Regions from separate parts of the Mus musculus genome. Here all the other regions are linked to region 4. Evidence: chromatin contacts called from public ChIA-PET, HiChIP or PLAC-seq and promoter capture Hi-C data. All regions are on one chromosome and are shown on one strand. Each heading gives the region's core, a stretch centred on a gene start, on an enhancer-like site or on the middle of the called end of the contact. The rest is flanking DNA. Distances are from core to core; before and after follow the strand shown. Region 1 has its middle 70 kb from the start of Gpr174. Region 2 has its middle 31 kb from the start of Gpr174. Region 3 holds the start of Rtl3 (retrotransposon Gag like 3). Region 4 holds the start of P2ry10 (purinergic receptor P2Y, G-protein coupled 10).

The links. ChIA-PET counts read pairs in DNA pulled down with a chosen protein or histone mark. HiChIP or PLAC-seq counts read pairs in DNA pulled down with a chosen protein or histone mark. Capture Hi-C pulls out chosen DNA fragments and counts their contacts.
Region 1: a contact with region 4 is called in an RNA polymerase II ChIA-PET map of effector CD8 T cells, with 7 times the contacts expected there. The contact joins the enhancer-like site here to the promoter of P2ry10 in region 4. A contact is called at or near these places in 8 of 484 Hi-C or Micro-C datasets (CD4 T cells, CD8 T cells, Th1 cells and 3 more), 4 of 115 datasets of contacts at active chromatin or transcription factors (CD8 T cells, effector CD8 T cells, memory CD8 T cells and 1 more) and 2 of 9 other capture datasets (adipose tissue and liver).
Region 2: a contact with region 4 is called in an H3K4me3 HiChIP or PLAC-seq map of the 230-238 cell line, with 17 read pairs. The contact joins the enhancer-like site here to the promoter of P2ry10 in region 4. A contact is called at or near these places in 1 of 39 promoter capture datasets (pre-B cells), 3 of 484 Hi-C or Micro-C datasets (CD4 T cells and Th17 cells), 3 of 115 datasets of contacts at active chromatin or transcription factors (the 230-238 cell line, effector CD8 T cells and memory CD8 T cells) and 2 of 9 other capture datasets (adipose tissue and liver).
Region 3: a contact with region 4 is called in a promoter capture Hi-C map of liver. The contact joins the promoter of Rtl3 here to the promoter of P2ry10 in region 4. A contact is called at or near these places in 6 of 39 promoter capture datasets (the 3T3-L1 cell line, the C10 cell line, embryonic stem cells and 2 more), 2 of 115 datasets of contacts at active chromatin or transcription factors (the SCID.adh cell line and large pre-B cells) and 3 of 9 other capture datasets (adipose tissue, liver and pancreatic islet).

What each region holds. Positions count from the first base shown.
Region 1 is chrX:107,324,314-107,327,641 of GRCm38.p6, reverse strand. No RefSeq gene overlaps it. Among named protein-coding and RNA genes, the nearest start is that of Gpr174, 70 kb to the right of the region's middle. Within about 2 kb of position 1,376, at least 63 of the 459 cell types and tissues checked have an H3K27ac peak or open chromatin away from gene starts, as enhancers often do. A contact at or near this core is called in CD8 T cells, Th1 cells, Th2 cells and 3 more, where this site is marked.
Region 2 is chrX:107,222,804-107,226,380 of GRCm38.p6, reverse strand. No RefSeq gene overlaps it. Among named protein-coding and RNA genes, the nearest start is that of Gpr174, 31 kb to the left of the region's middle. Within about 2 kb of position 1,325, at least 15 of the 459 cell types and tissues checked have an H3K27ac peak or open chromatin away from gene starts, as enhancers often do. A contact at or near this core is called in effector CD8 T cells and memory CD8 T cells, where this site is marked.
Region 3 is chrX:106,838,939-106,842,327 of GRCm38.p6, reverse strand. Rtl3 (retrotransposon Gag like 3) reads left to right here and starts at 1,789. Exons shown (of 2, transcript NM_199468.2): 1 at 1,789-1,850; 2 at 2,466-3,389. The coding sequence starts at 2,674.
Region 4 is chrX:107,087,684-107,091,010 of GRCm38.p6, reverse strand. It overlaps P2ry10 (purinergic receptor P2Y, G-protein coupled 10), which reads right to left and starts at 1,678. Exons shown (of 3, transcript NM_172435.4): 1 at 1,584-1,678; 2 at 1,279-1,453.

The sequences.
Region 1 (3,328 bases), core at 127-2,626, 240 kb before region 4:
TGAGTGTAATTTTTGAAGAAAAAAATTGATGAAAAGTGATAAGATTTTTCTTGTCCAGAGTTACCTTTAAGAAGGGACATGACAATTTGTAGAGGCTCCACCAGCTGAGGAAAAATTCACTGGGCAAAACATACTAAGAAATAAACAAGAAATTATAGAAATTGGAAAGGAAACCTGAAAAAGTGGAAATGATGTCAATACAATATGCAAGTGTAAGATTATAAAAGTAAAAATATACTTTATTCTGGCAACAGCAAACTGTACACTAGCAGTCAAAACTTGGTTTTAGCCCTTTGTAGGATACAGGATTGTTTCTCTGTGGCAGGGCATAATAACTAAGACGAAACCAGGAAAACGTGGTTGAAGTAGTGCTATCCAAAAAAGATTCTGAACATCACTTTTCTCTTTTTGAAGAAGTACATTCCAATGTATGCTCCAGACCATGCATTGTTTTAACAGTTAATGACTAAAGCCAAAGGAATAGTCTGCTGCTGAATAGTTTGTTATAAAGTTTTCATTGCGTCAGTAAATAATGATGGCTTTTAAACACGCCTATTTACACTAACTTTAAATATAAAAGATCTCCAATATCTTACATCCAACTTACCTATCCACAGACAAAAGACAGTATCAAAAACCCAAACAATCAAACAAACAAAAAACCAAAACAACAAAAGGTTCCACCAGATGTAGTAGAGGAAAACAAAACCTCAAGATAGATTAGTACTCAACTTTTTCCTCCTGTACTCATACTCAGAGTCATTATTAATTGTAGTGGCTAAAAGCCCCAACCTTGGTAGATTGTCTGGGGTCAAAAATTGATTTTCATTTTTTTCCCAGTTGTGACTTCTGTCAAGTTGTACAATGTTTATGCCTCTATTTTTTTTATCTGTAAAATGTAATGATAGACCCTCCCCCCCCCAACTCATAAGTTTGATGATTGTACGCCTTTCACACACAGAATTTTTCATCATGAAATCAGGTTTCACCTGTGTCTGGGATAATTTTTATTTGATTACATTGAATTTAAAGAAATCCTTCCACACTTGTGCATTTGTTTATTCAGGGAGGTGTGCGTAACCCATTATATTTTCTATTCTGGGTATGTACAAATACTTTAGAGAGTGAAAAAGGAGGTCGATGAGAAGAGAAGAGAAGAGAAGAGAAGAGAAGAGAGGAGAGGAGAGGAGAGGAGAGGAGAGGAGAGGAGAGGAGAGGAGAGGAGAGGAGAGGAGAGGAGAGGAGAGGAGAGGAGAGGAAGTCTCATGACTTAAGTTTTCATTGATTTTTTTTTAGACTTCTTCAGTGTATTCACAGACTCCCACACAATATCTACCACCTTCCCCTGTGGGTCCCCAGAGACCCAAAGCCAGAGCATAAAAGCAAGCGCTTTCATTTTGCACTTGTGGAACAGTCAAGCACCACCCCCACCCAACAGCCCAAGACATAAAACAGTTGCTCCTCCTTTCTTCTTTCTTTTTCCATTTTTGCCTTGCTTCCTGTAGATCACTGTGTGTGTGCGCGCGCGTGTGTGTGTGTGTGTGTGTGTGTGTGTGTGTGTGTGTGTGTTTCTTTCTTTTTATTTTTAGATTTGTAACTCCTAGGAGTCTTTCAGGTAATGTCTCATTACATTAAAAAAAATGCAAACCTAAACCCTGCTGCATACATAGAAGGCAGATAAGCCATGCCTGTTAGACACATGGTACAACACCTCACAGCTGCCGCAAGCGAGACCTGTGTTCTTGTTTGAATGTGGTTAAGCTGGGAAACTGAAGTGTGGGTGTCTTTGGAAACAGCCGCTTAAGAGATCTTGAGATGAGACATACAGAAACCAACTCACAAAAGAGTTGTTCTAGCTCTGGCTTTCTTCTTCAATGACAAATGACATGTTTTTGTGTATGTCAAGTGGTCATTCTGACTAAAAGTCAACTTTAAACTCTTCCCCCAACAGACTCATCCCCTTGATTTAATGCTTTTCCCTTAATGAAGTTGTGTGGTTCTAAGGATTCTGTGTGTTAAGCAGATTTTGCTGGCTGCAGCCTGCATCAACACACTTATCTCTAGAAAAACACCATTATCTTTGCACATAAACCTTTAAAAGTAGTCACCACATTTCTTTGGTAGTACAAGGAAACTTCTGATTTGGCCAAAACACAGGAGAGGAAAAACAATAGTCATGTAGTTAAGAACTTCTTTTTGAGTTCTGGTTTAACTAAGCACTAGCACTAACTAAGGTGTTCCCTCAGGCCACCTGCTAGGCTCAGACAGACTGCCAAGGATCTTAATTACAGCTCAGATCACTAGTAGTTGTTTGTACAAATAAGTAGTGTACTGGAAATTTTACTTAATTTCCTTTTTGTATCAATATTTTTCTTTTTATAAAATTTTTATAGCAATAGGCCATACATCTTATGTGGCCATGTGGAAATTTAATGAATTATGATATATTTGGTCCAAAGCAGGATAGTAAGGTTTAAATATTAAATACTACCACCACTGTTATCTTGTTCTTCTTCATAATCATGATCATCATCTTTATCACTATCCAGTGTAGGCAAATAACTTTTATTCTCTATTTTGGAATTATTTCTAAATTGATGAGTATGAGGTTTAAATATTTCAAAAAATTCTGATATACCAGTTTCCAGGGAACATGGTTGCCTCTAGAGTACCATAAGAAATCATGGGTGACAATAAATGCTTATAGGTGATTACAGACTTATGGAAGCTAGCAAGTAAGTGTATGCTCCTTTCATGGGCTGATGTGAACTTTAAAGCAAAATCCACATCATTTATTTCACACCTATATCAGAGTAAATGAGTGTCTGTATTACTAAAATTTCTTCACCAATTGTTTTTTATTGTTTATTTTATTGATTTACATTTCAAATGTTATTTCCCTTCCCAGTTTCCTATCCACAAACTCCCTATCCCCTCCCCTGCTTCTATGAGGGTGCTCTCCATCCACCCATCCACTCCTGTCTCACCGCCCTAGCATTCCCCTACACAGGCTTCAAGCCTTCACAGGACCAAGGGCCTCCCGTCTCATTGTCCTACAAGGACATCCTCTGCTACATATGTGGCTGGAGCCATGGGTCTCTCCATGTGTACTCCTTGGTTAATGGTTTAGTTGCTGAGAGCTCTGGATGGTCTGGTTGGTTATTGTTGTTCTTCCTATGGGGTTGCAAACCCCTTCAGCTCCTTCAGTCCTTTCCCTAAGGACTCCATTCGGGGTCCCCATGGTTGGCTACAAGCATTGCCATCTGTATTGGTCAGGGTCTGGTAGAGCCTCTCAGGGGACAGCTAGCTATAATAGGATCCTATCAGT
Region 2 (3,577 bases), core at 76-2,575, 140 kb before region 4:
TCGCCATCAGCTCCGGTCTCCAGGTTTCTGCCATGTTTGAGTTCCTGTCCTGACTTCCTTTGATGTTGAACAGAAATATGGAAATGTAAGCTGAATAAACCCTCTCCTCCCCAATTCACTTTTCAGTCATGGTGTTTCATTGCAGCAGTTAAAACCCTAACTAAGACAAGATCTATACAAGGGTTATCAATAGAAGAAATAAAAAGGCCAAGAAATACTCAAAAAGTGTTCATCATCATTAGCAATTAAGAAAATGCAAATTAAAATATCTTTGAAACTTCATTTTAACCATGTCTTCTAGCAAGTAAATCTGTTTCAGTTTTTCTTAAAATGCCTTAAGTCTATTTTTGAAGGTTTTTATTGTGGAATATAACTTACTCTTAGTTTATACATGTTTTTACACATTTTGAATAATTCATCTCACTTCTTGTGATTTCCATTGTTCATCAGATTTTGGCTGTATCTGCATCCTCTTGCTACTTTCAGTATTTTCTCTATTTGAGCTCTTAACATTCTTACTATGATATGACTCTTTGGTAGAGTTCTTTCTACTTGTTCCATTTGATACTCATTGTATTTATTAAATTAGACAATTATTTTAAAAATTTATAAAATCCATAGATATTCTTTCTTTATTTTTTTCCTAACTCCCTGTCTGTTTCCTGTATTCCTAGTATCCCTACTACATGTCTCACACTTTTACCCAAGACTTTACTTATTTTCTCATACATTTTGTTTCTGTTCATTATACATCATAGCCAGTATTCGTCTGTCTTTAATTTTGTTATTTTGTTTTAGATTTTCTTGTACTAATCGTTTTATTCATTTAGATTTCAAATGATATCCTCCTTTCCAGTTCCCTTCCATATTAATTTGAAAGCAAATGTATTCTTGTTCTCCTCTAATAAATGCCATACTTTAGTTGTTTTAGTTTTCATTTGAGAATTTTTATTCCATATATACTTAATTGGTTTACTGTGAGCAGTTTTTACTATTTGTAAATACATAAAATAGGTGCTGTAATACCTTTGTCTACAAAGTCCGAAATCTCGGTTTTGCCAAATGTCTGCTTTTGAAGACTTTATTTTTATATGTGTGTGTCTATGCACGTATCTATATGTATGTGCCTGTGTGTATATGTGAATATATGTGTAAAAGTGTTCTCATGCAGGCCAATTGAGGGTTTCAGATCTGCTGGAGCTACAGTTACTGGCGGTTGTGAGCTGCCTGACATGGCTGCTGGGAAACAAACTCAGGTCTTCTGCAAGCACAGTACTTGTTCTTCACCACTCAGCCATTTCATTTCTCTAGCCTCTCAGATTTCTTTAAAGTTTGCTTCATTTCCTGAGAATGAGTCACATTTCCTGTGTATGGGTTATGTTTTATTATGTCTCTATATGTCTTGATTTTGGTACTTCTAAAAACAAGAGAAGTCATATTCTGTAGTAATACTGCTACTAAGTATCCTCCATTTTTGGCAATTATTAATGTTATTTGTTTGGTTAGCAATTTATGCTCAATAACTTGACTTCTGTGTCTGAAAAGTGATTCTCCTGACTTGTCAGTATCTGATGTCCCATCTCAGATCGTTCTCTGTACTATTACATCATTGAATCAGATTTCTTCAATTTTGGCTCGCTTGTTTAGCATAAACCACTTAATTATCAGTGGTATAATTAAATACACAGAGTCAGCTGGACTTTGTTCTTTATCACATTTTATGTAAGCATGTGGCTTGGAAACCTGTCAACAATTTAGGTAAGCTTTATTTTGCTGTTCTTTCTTACTGGGATTAGTAGCTCAGATGACTACTTCATAGCTGTTTATAAGAGATCTTGACTCTTTATTAACTATTTTGGGCATATGTAGCCTTACAGACGGCCAGAGTTGAATGTGATCTTATTTTTAATTCCTAGGTTATTAGTTTATTATTTAGTTGGCATTTGGCCCTTCACACATTTAACTGTTTACTTCATGATCTGTATGGCTTGGGGAAGCTTTGAAAGTAAGTAGTAGTATAGGCATACATATTCTGAATCTCCAGAGTCACTGCAATATCAGAGAGCTTTTCAAAGTTGTCTCATTTCCTCTTTCTGCCTATGAAATTTTGAAGCATCTCCTATTTTGTTGTCCCTTAATTGATCCTTTCCAAAATCTTCACTTTATGACAGGACTCTTAGATTTTAAGTCTTCATTCTTTTATGAGCTAGTTGTCCTCTTGTTCTAAGAAAATGCCTGATAAAAAAACAATTTAAAGAGGGAAGGGTGGCTTCTAGCTCATAATACCAAAATAAAGTCTATCATGGCAATGGAGAAGTTACTGGTGGCAGGAACATGAGATTGTTCTCACATTGTATCCTTGGTCAAGAAGCAGAGATCCATTAATGAAAGCTCATTTTCAACCTTTTTTAGTTTGGAGCACATGTTCATGGAATGGTGGCACCCTCAAGATGGGTCTTCCCACCTCAACTAAGGTAAGCCCTCACAGGCTTATCTCCTAGTTGATTACAGAGCCTGTCAAGTTGAAAATAAACATTCCATCACACCTCTATTCCAAAAATGTTAGACCCATTAAAGCTGTCTTTATGATCTACAGCTTTCAGTAATCATAGCCTTATGTCATCTTACAAAGGTAGAGATGACAACATGTTTGTTTTGGAATAAATCTCTTTTCTACTAGTGGGAGAAGTACAGTATAATTCCTGGTTTTCTTGAACAGACTCTCCCAGCATTTAACTTCTATCTTATGAGCACACACATGTGGTATTCATCAGCATTTAGGATTCTCTGTCACTTCTAGGTGAAATCTTAGCCTTATTAAATGAATTTGAGTAAATATACACTTTCATTCTTGCAACCATAATTTCTGGGTATAGAGTTTATGCAATTTACATCTGTGTGATGGCATGAGATAAGCTTATGCCTTGACTTTCTCAGGGCGGAGCCCTGTCTTTAAAGGAAGAAAGGTCTTCCTTTGTGTTCACACCTGCCCCCAAAAAGCTCAGAAACAAAGTTTCCATAAGAGAGATGCAGAAGGCAGAGCAAAGAAAATTATCGTAATTCAAGTACAAGTGACTCTGATTCTTATTGTTATATCCAACAAATGTTTCTTAATAAAGAATTCAATCATTTCTAACGTGCTTGTGTGCTTCTAACACAGATGAAATTTCAGAAAAAAATTAAATTCTGTTTTAAGTAACTTTTTTATTTTTATTTATTTATTTCTTTATATTTTTATTAGGTATTTTCCTCATTTACATTTCCAATGTTATCCCAAAAGTCCCCCATACCCTCCCCCCCCCACACTCCCCTACCCATCCACTCCCACTTTTTGGCCCTGGCATTCCCCTGTACTGGGGCATATAAAGTTTGCAAGTCCAATGGGCCTCTCTTTCCAGTGATGGCCGACTAGGCCATCTTTTGATACATATGCAGCTAGAGTCAAGAGCTCAGGGGTACTGGTTAGTTCATAATGTTGTTCCACCTATAGGGTTGCAGATCCGTTTAGCTCCTTGGGTACTTTCTCTAGCTCCTCCATTGGGGGCCCTGTGATCCATCCAATAGCTGACTGTGAGCA
Region 3 (3,389 bases), core at 540-3,039, 250 kb after region 4:
ATGTATGTATGCATGCATATGTGTGTGTTATAGACTCTCACATAACCCAAAATGGCCTCGAACTCACTATGTAGCTGAAAATGGCTTAAACTCCTGATACTCCTGTGTCTGTTTCCTGAATGTTTGGATTATAATATTTGGATATTTTACTGATTATTCACACCACTCCTGCAAAGTTAAATACTGTTATTGGCTCCATTTCACAGTTGCATAAACTGAGGTTTGAACTCTAAATTTTAGAAGGACTAAGAAAATTACCAAATCTGTGCAAGTTTAGTGTAGATGGGCATAAAGGGAATGGTGTGGAGGATTATTTAATAGCAAATGAGTATTGTATATATATATATATATATATATATATATATATATTAATATATATATATATATATATATTAATATATATATATATATATATATATAAACAAGATTCTAGAAAACATAGCACTTTGAAGAACCTTAGTTTGGGTATAGATTGCTTTATAATTCCCAATAACTGTCAGGGACATATAAACATCACAACAGTAAAACTAGTTAGTTGTATAAGTATGGCTATCAGACAACTTAAATAGTTTATTCTATGTCTCAAACTGTCCACTCATTAATGATAAGAAAATAAAACAAATGTCATAACTATAACTATCTCTCTGTTTTTTAATTGGTGAAGGCATTATTAAATGTCTTTTTATTTCTTCTCAATGGGAAAGAATGCTTTAGTTTTCTGAAAGTTTTTACACAAATAGAATAAATTGTCTGATAATGGTGATATTTTTATGTATGTTTTACTTTTAAAATAATTGCAAGATAGGTACAGAACAAACTAAAGATGCACATGATTTTACTTTCTTCTTAAAGCCTCTGTATTCAGATTCAGCTAGCCTAGGCAGTCAATTTTCTGTGGTTTAGGCCTATTCTATCTCCAGGATTTATTCCACTATGCTAATAAGTGGAACTGACCATGTTTAAAGGAGACTTGGGACCATGGCTGAATTGCGTGATTTGAAGTAGCCTTATATAACTCATTGCTGCAATTAAAATAGTTGTTTCTGATCCTTGCTTTAAATGGCCATATGATCTATGCCTAGCATAAAACTATGATTTGGCATGAGAAAACAAAGAGACCAGTAAAAGTAGGGCATCCATGTGCTGTCAGGAGCTACCTGAGCAGCTCAGGTGGGCGGAAGAACCCTGGGCAGGTATATTCACAATCAGCCAAGTGCTTTTTACAAGATAGCCAATCAAAAGTTTGCCTCTCTGACATCCTTACTCTATTATAAGTTTCCTAGATCTGTCCACGGTGAAGATTCTAAAAAAGTATTTCAAGGTGGGACACTCGGGACTGAGTAGGTAGACAGGAGGAAGGACTGAGGGGGCTGTAGTTTGCTCTCTAAGTAAGAATTAAACAAACGTCTCAGTGTGGATAGAGTACGGGTAAGTTACGTGAAACAGACATAAAAAAATCAAATCCCAAACCACTGCGGTCATTCAGAAATGTTTGCAACTTTTCACAAGGGCAGTGGTATTACTCCCAATTTCCTGACCAAATATTTATTAAAGTAACCAAGGACTGAGTGCACGAAGCTGCCTCACATTGGCGCAGCATCCTACTTTCCTTCTAGCTCGGAACTGTGAGGTACTGTCAAAAGAGAGAGAGAGAGAGAGAAAAAAAAAACCACTCTTCCATACTCAAAATAGCTACGTTACAGAGGAGAGTTGGAACGTGTTCTGGGAGTGGGTGTGTTTGTTTGAGTTCAGTGTGTGCAGAAAAGGCAAGCCTCCGCAGCCATTCACACACTTCTCTCCTCAGCGATGGCTATGCAGACAGCAGAGCTCCAGCCCTACATCTCTAAATGGTAATGTACATCTATAAAGAGGATTTTGCTAACTATTTTGAAGCATTTTATAAATAATATGCATGTGCCTGCTTAATATGTATATATGTATGCTCATTTATTTATTTATTTATTTATTCAACTTTTGCTTGCTTTCTCCCGTGTCTGATTGTGTGTGGTTACTTGTGTGGTATGATTTCTGAGGTGGGAGAAAGAGCACCCCCACCCCCAATTCCTATGCTAGTCACTCAAAATATCTCTTGTGTTAGTCCTCCCAAACCTAAAATCCCCATAGCGCTCTAAACATCTGATTTGGTCGCTGAAAGCAGCTGCTAACATCCAAATGTTACATTGAAATATTAGGTAGACACTAGAAATTAAAAACGACTTAAAACAAAGGCATATGGGGCAATTGTTTCTGATATAGTGTGAAGTTTCAAAAAATGCAAACTGACATGTACAGTCTGGGTCATGTGCTTGTAAAATGTCATGAGGTCAGGGCAAATAAATATACTCCAGTTCATGAACATGAGCTTGTGGTAAAAGAAAGCCAGCAGAGTTGGACAGATTTTGTTGATTTATATAGAATGAGTGCTTTCCACAGTTTCTGATCCTCAGCTCCCTCTCTCTTCACAGTGTGTCTCACACTTCCCGGTGCTGAGCTCTAAGGCTCCCAGTGACCTCTTGATAATCAGCCTTGGCTGGGTCCAAATCCCCACCCCTTGGAAAAGTCACGGAGCCTGACGTCTGTCTGCCTGTGAGCCGCTTTCAGCAAAGACCTCACAAGCAGCTACTCAATCTCTCTTGGTAGCAAGTTGCCAAACCAGGCCCGTTTCCTCAAAAGATGGTAGAGGACTTAGCAGCTTCCTATGTTACTCTGAAATTGGAGAATGAAATTCTGCAGGCTCAAGTGAAAAGGCTCATGGAAGAAAATGCTGCCCTCCAGGCCCAGATACCAGAGCTCCAGAAATCCGGAGCAGTCAAAGAGCATGAACCACTCCGAAAGCCCTCAGAGGCCCAAGAGCCCCCAGAGTCCCCAGAGTTCCCAGCAGCCAGGGAGTCACAGAACCCCTGGGAACCCCCAGCAACCACAGAGCCCGGGGAGCCCACAAAGATCAGAGAGCCCAGGGAACCCTCAGCCATCAGTGAGCTCAGGGAACCCCCAGAGATCAAGGAGCCCCAGGAGCCCCCAGAGACCAATGAGTCTGGAGAATCCTCAGCCATCACAGAGTTCAGGGGATCCCCAGAGATCAAGGAGCCCCATTTGCCCCCAAAGTCCAAGGAGTACTGGGGACCTCAGGAGCTTCCAATGGTCAAGGAATCCTGGGAGCCCCCAGAGGCCCTGGATTCCACAGCCTGGAAGCCACCAGCAGTCAAGGAATCCCAGGAGATCCAGAAGGCTCTGGAGTCCCCAGCAACCCAGAGGCCCCAGGCGTCCCCAAGGGGTTATGATCTCCCAGCAGTCTGTGAGGCGGAGCCCACAGACAACCAGGGTACCCCAGCCCTCAAGGAGCTTCAGAGTCCACAGCTCCACAACCCTACAAATGATGAGGAGTCTCA
Region 4 (3,327 bases), core at 429-2,928:
TTGTTTCTTGAAAGAACTAATGTCTTTCAAATCCTGATATGAACTTCAAGTAAAATTTTGGGATAATTTAATTAAAGTACACTGTAGAACTCCCCACCCAACCATTGCCCTGATTGTGGAAAATTGTCCATACTGTAGTTTCACAGCAAACATATCTGTGTTCTTTGTTAGAACCATGGCAAGAGCATCATAGAACCCCAAGTTATTTATCTCAAACACAGCCACCAAGTACCACCCCAAAACTTCCCCCAAAACTGTGCTTATTCACTTGGAGTTCTTTGTTCTTTCACTACTTGGATTTAATAGTCCATACAGTTCAAACCGAACAACTTTTTCAATTAGGCCCTAAAAAGAACTGTGTTTGACCAAAGAAGCAATTGGATTCAGCAAAAAACATTATAAAAAGCAACTGTCCTAAATTTATGGCCTAGATAATCCGTATAGTTTAGACAATTAGAAACCCTAAGTATATTTGCATAACGCCTACCCATGTACCCTGTATTTTAGTTTTGCATAAATTCTCTAATTAGTAACTATAACAATGACTCCCTGCATTTATTTAAACAAGCAAAACAAAAATATCCCCACTTGAAGAATTCTAAAAATCGAGACTCTCTTCTCTTGAGAAGCTGAGCAAAGTCGGCATCATTGTATGTAGACTAATTCTGGGATTATCCAAGCACACAGTCTGCCATGAAGAAATCCCTAGAGAAGCTGGTTTTTGACTCACTACTGCTAGCTCCACTCTAAAGTGCATTCACTGAAAAGATAAGTGTCTCACATTTGAACTCTGCTATCTCTAAGCATTGAAGTTAGAACAACAATGAATCAAGGAATACCTCTGAACAAACTTTGACAATCAAACGGGTCATAGGTAGTTTTATACTACTGAAAGACACAGTCTTCTGTAAGGAAAAATGAACATGTGTTTTAAGACACAGTTCATAGCTGTAATTCTGCCACTAATTACCTGAATGTTCTTAAGTGGCTTCATCTCACTGTCTCAGATAATTTGACTGTATCATAAGGAATTTTTATCTGTATAGACCTTTTAGCTCCAAAATAAATCATCAGACTGTCTTCCTTCATGCTAGAGAAAAAAAAAAATACTATTTGTCCCAGTATCTCTGTAAGCTAAGATTACCATTAAGAGCTCAAACCTAGATTATTTTTTGTATGTAACTAGATAAATTACACACAGCACAAGTTCAAATCCTCTTTTATTGACTAAGTATGTCAAATTGTTCCAAATGAGACTAAATGCAACACTGTACTTACCTTTTGTGGCATCCACTACTCCTTGTCAACTGTATAGAAAGCCCCTTTAGCAAGCAGTGAGTTGCATCACATCCTTCATACTGCTATTGTAACAGTGGAAGCTGATCACATTATACTTCACTTTGAACTCTGGCTAGACTGAAAGACAATCACATTTCTTCCCTCTGTAACAATCCTGAGATGGGAAACCAAAGACCATTTTATTCAAAACACGGCCTTCACATCTGCCCCAGTCCAGATCTTTCTTTCTCCACCAATCCTCCCAAACAGAACCACAAAGTTACAGGTGCTGGGCTAGAACTTACCCTGATGCTGAGCTGGGATAGAGTCTTGTATATTTGCAAAGAGATGAGAGTAAAAAGGTACAACTCTGGGCAGCAAGCACATATCCTGCTGATAACTGAAAGAAAAATAATGTTGAAAGAGGAAGTAGAGCACATTAATGTCTCACCACAGAAACCTTGCTTGCACAGAACGTAGGTAAGTCCCTTGAGCAGATGACGTTAATCAAGTGTGATTTCTTCTTTATTTCGTTTGTGCTGTACAAACAGCTAATACGTCCTTGTCTTCTTAACTGTTACCTACCTTATTTCCTTCTACCACAACTCGAATGTTTTTCTTACTAAATCCAGTAGGTTTGGGGCCAAGATAAGACTTCTAAGCCAAATATAAAGAAAATTTACCTAAGACCTGGGAAGCTGCTGCTCTTTGAATTTTGGGAGGCAAACTTCAAAATACATATCAAAACTAACAATGGGACTCTCTCAGTTTAAACTTTCCACTCAATCTAGATCATCCTCATCTCTATCAGTCCATTTCTAGATTCACATTTTAATGTGTACTTAACTTGTTTTGTTTATTTATTGTGCCTTTGCTATACTGAAAACTACATCATACTGAGAGCAAAGGCTATGTCTAGATTATTTTTGTACTGTACATAAAGTATTTTCACAAATGTTTAAGTGAAAAGTGTGCAAGTGGGTGAATAAATGAATTCTCAAGGAATGTACATGTAAGTAAAAGAAAAGTGTGATTGATCACAGATCTGCCTCTAGTGTAATAGGAGTCTTCACAATGATTCTTCACAATGTCTATGGAATTGTCAGAAATACGCAAGTAAATACTACACACATAGAAACAACACTTTCAGCTAAGTTTCAGAAAAAAATCTCAGAAACAAGGCTTACTTACAAAGTAGTACAAACCTCTACAGGCATGTGAAAGAACCACACTTAGACTTTGCAGCCTGCAGCTGCAACAAACTTTCTGGGTAATAACCATAGTAAGGAAGAAAAACATAAATACTTGTGGGTTAGGTCAAAGAGTAGCATTTTGATTCACAGATAAGACTGGTGAAAGAAGGAAATAGTAGACCACGTTTTTGTAGGAGGGCAACCTGGAACTGCAACAGCTCATTTTGCAACGAATGCATCTTAGAAAAGCAGAACCGTTAGAGATCTAGGTGGAGCTAGGCCCAGCACTCAGGGATGTCCAATAAAAAGTCACAGGGGCGTTGAGGGATGGAAAAGAAATGATTTTAGCATTAGAAACTAAGAGTCTGGGCTGATTGATGATAGGACCATGACTTGTGAGGATTGGCAACAAAATAGGGTATTCTTCCTGGCTGAACTATGTAATGAAACAAGCTTGACCTTGCAGTCCTCTTCTTAATTCGGATTGCATAGATTTATCCAGCTCCAATCTGTTGTTAATTTCGTTTTTTGATTTGGCATCCTTACTGAAAAGAGACTAAGCTGACAGGCCAACACACATCTCAGTCCATTTGGCAGTTCTTTTCTGTACTATAAATTATTAAATTGGCGTCCTGTTGCAAATCTGTCCCTTGCGAGTATGAGCATTGTGAGCCAGTTTTCTAAGGTATTATCCTTCTCTGAAAAATACATATGTACTTCAAGATCTGCTGAACTTTGAGGCCAAAGCCTGGGATAGAAGGAGAAAGAAATCCTTTCCTGACAAGTGACCAGTGTCACCACATACCACATTCATTTCGCAGACAATTTCTTAATGTTGCTAGAAGAAAAGCGTGGT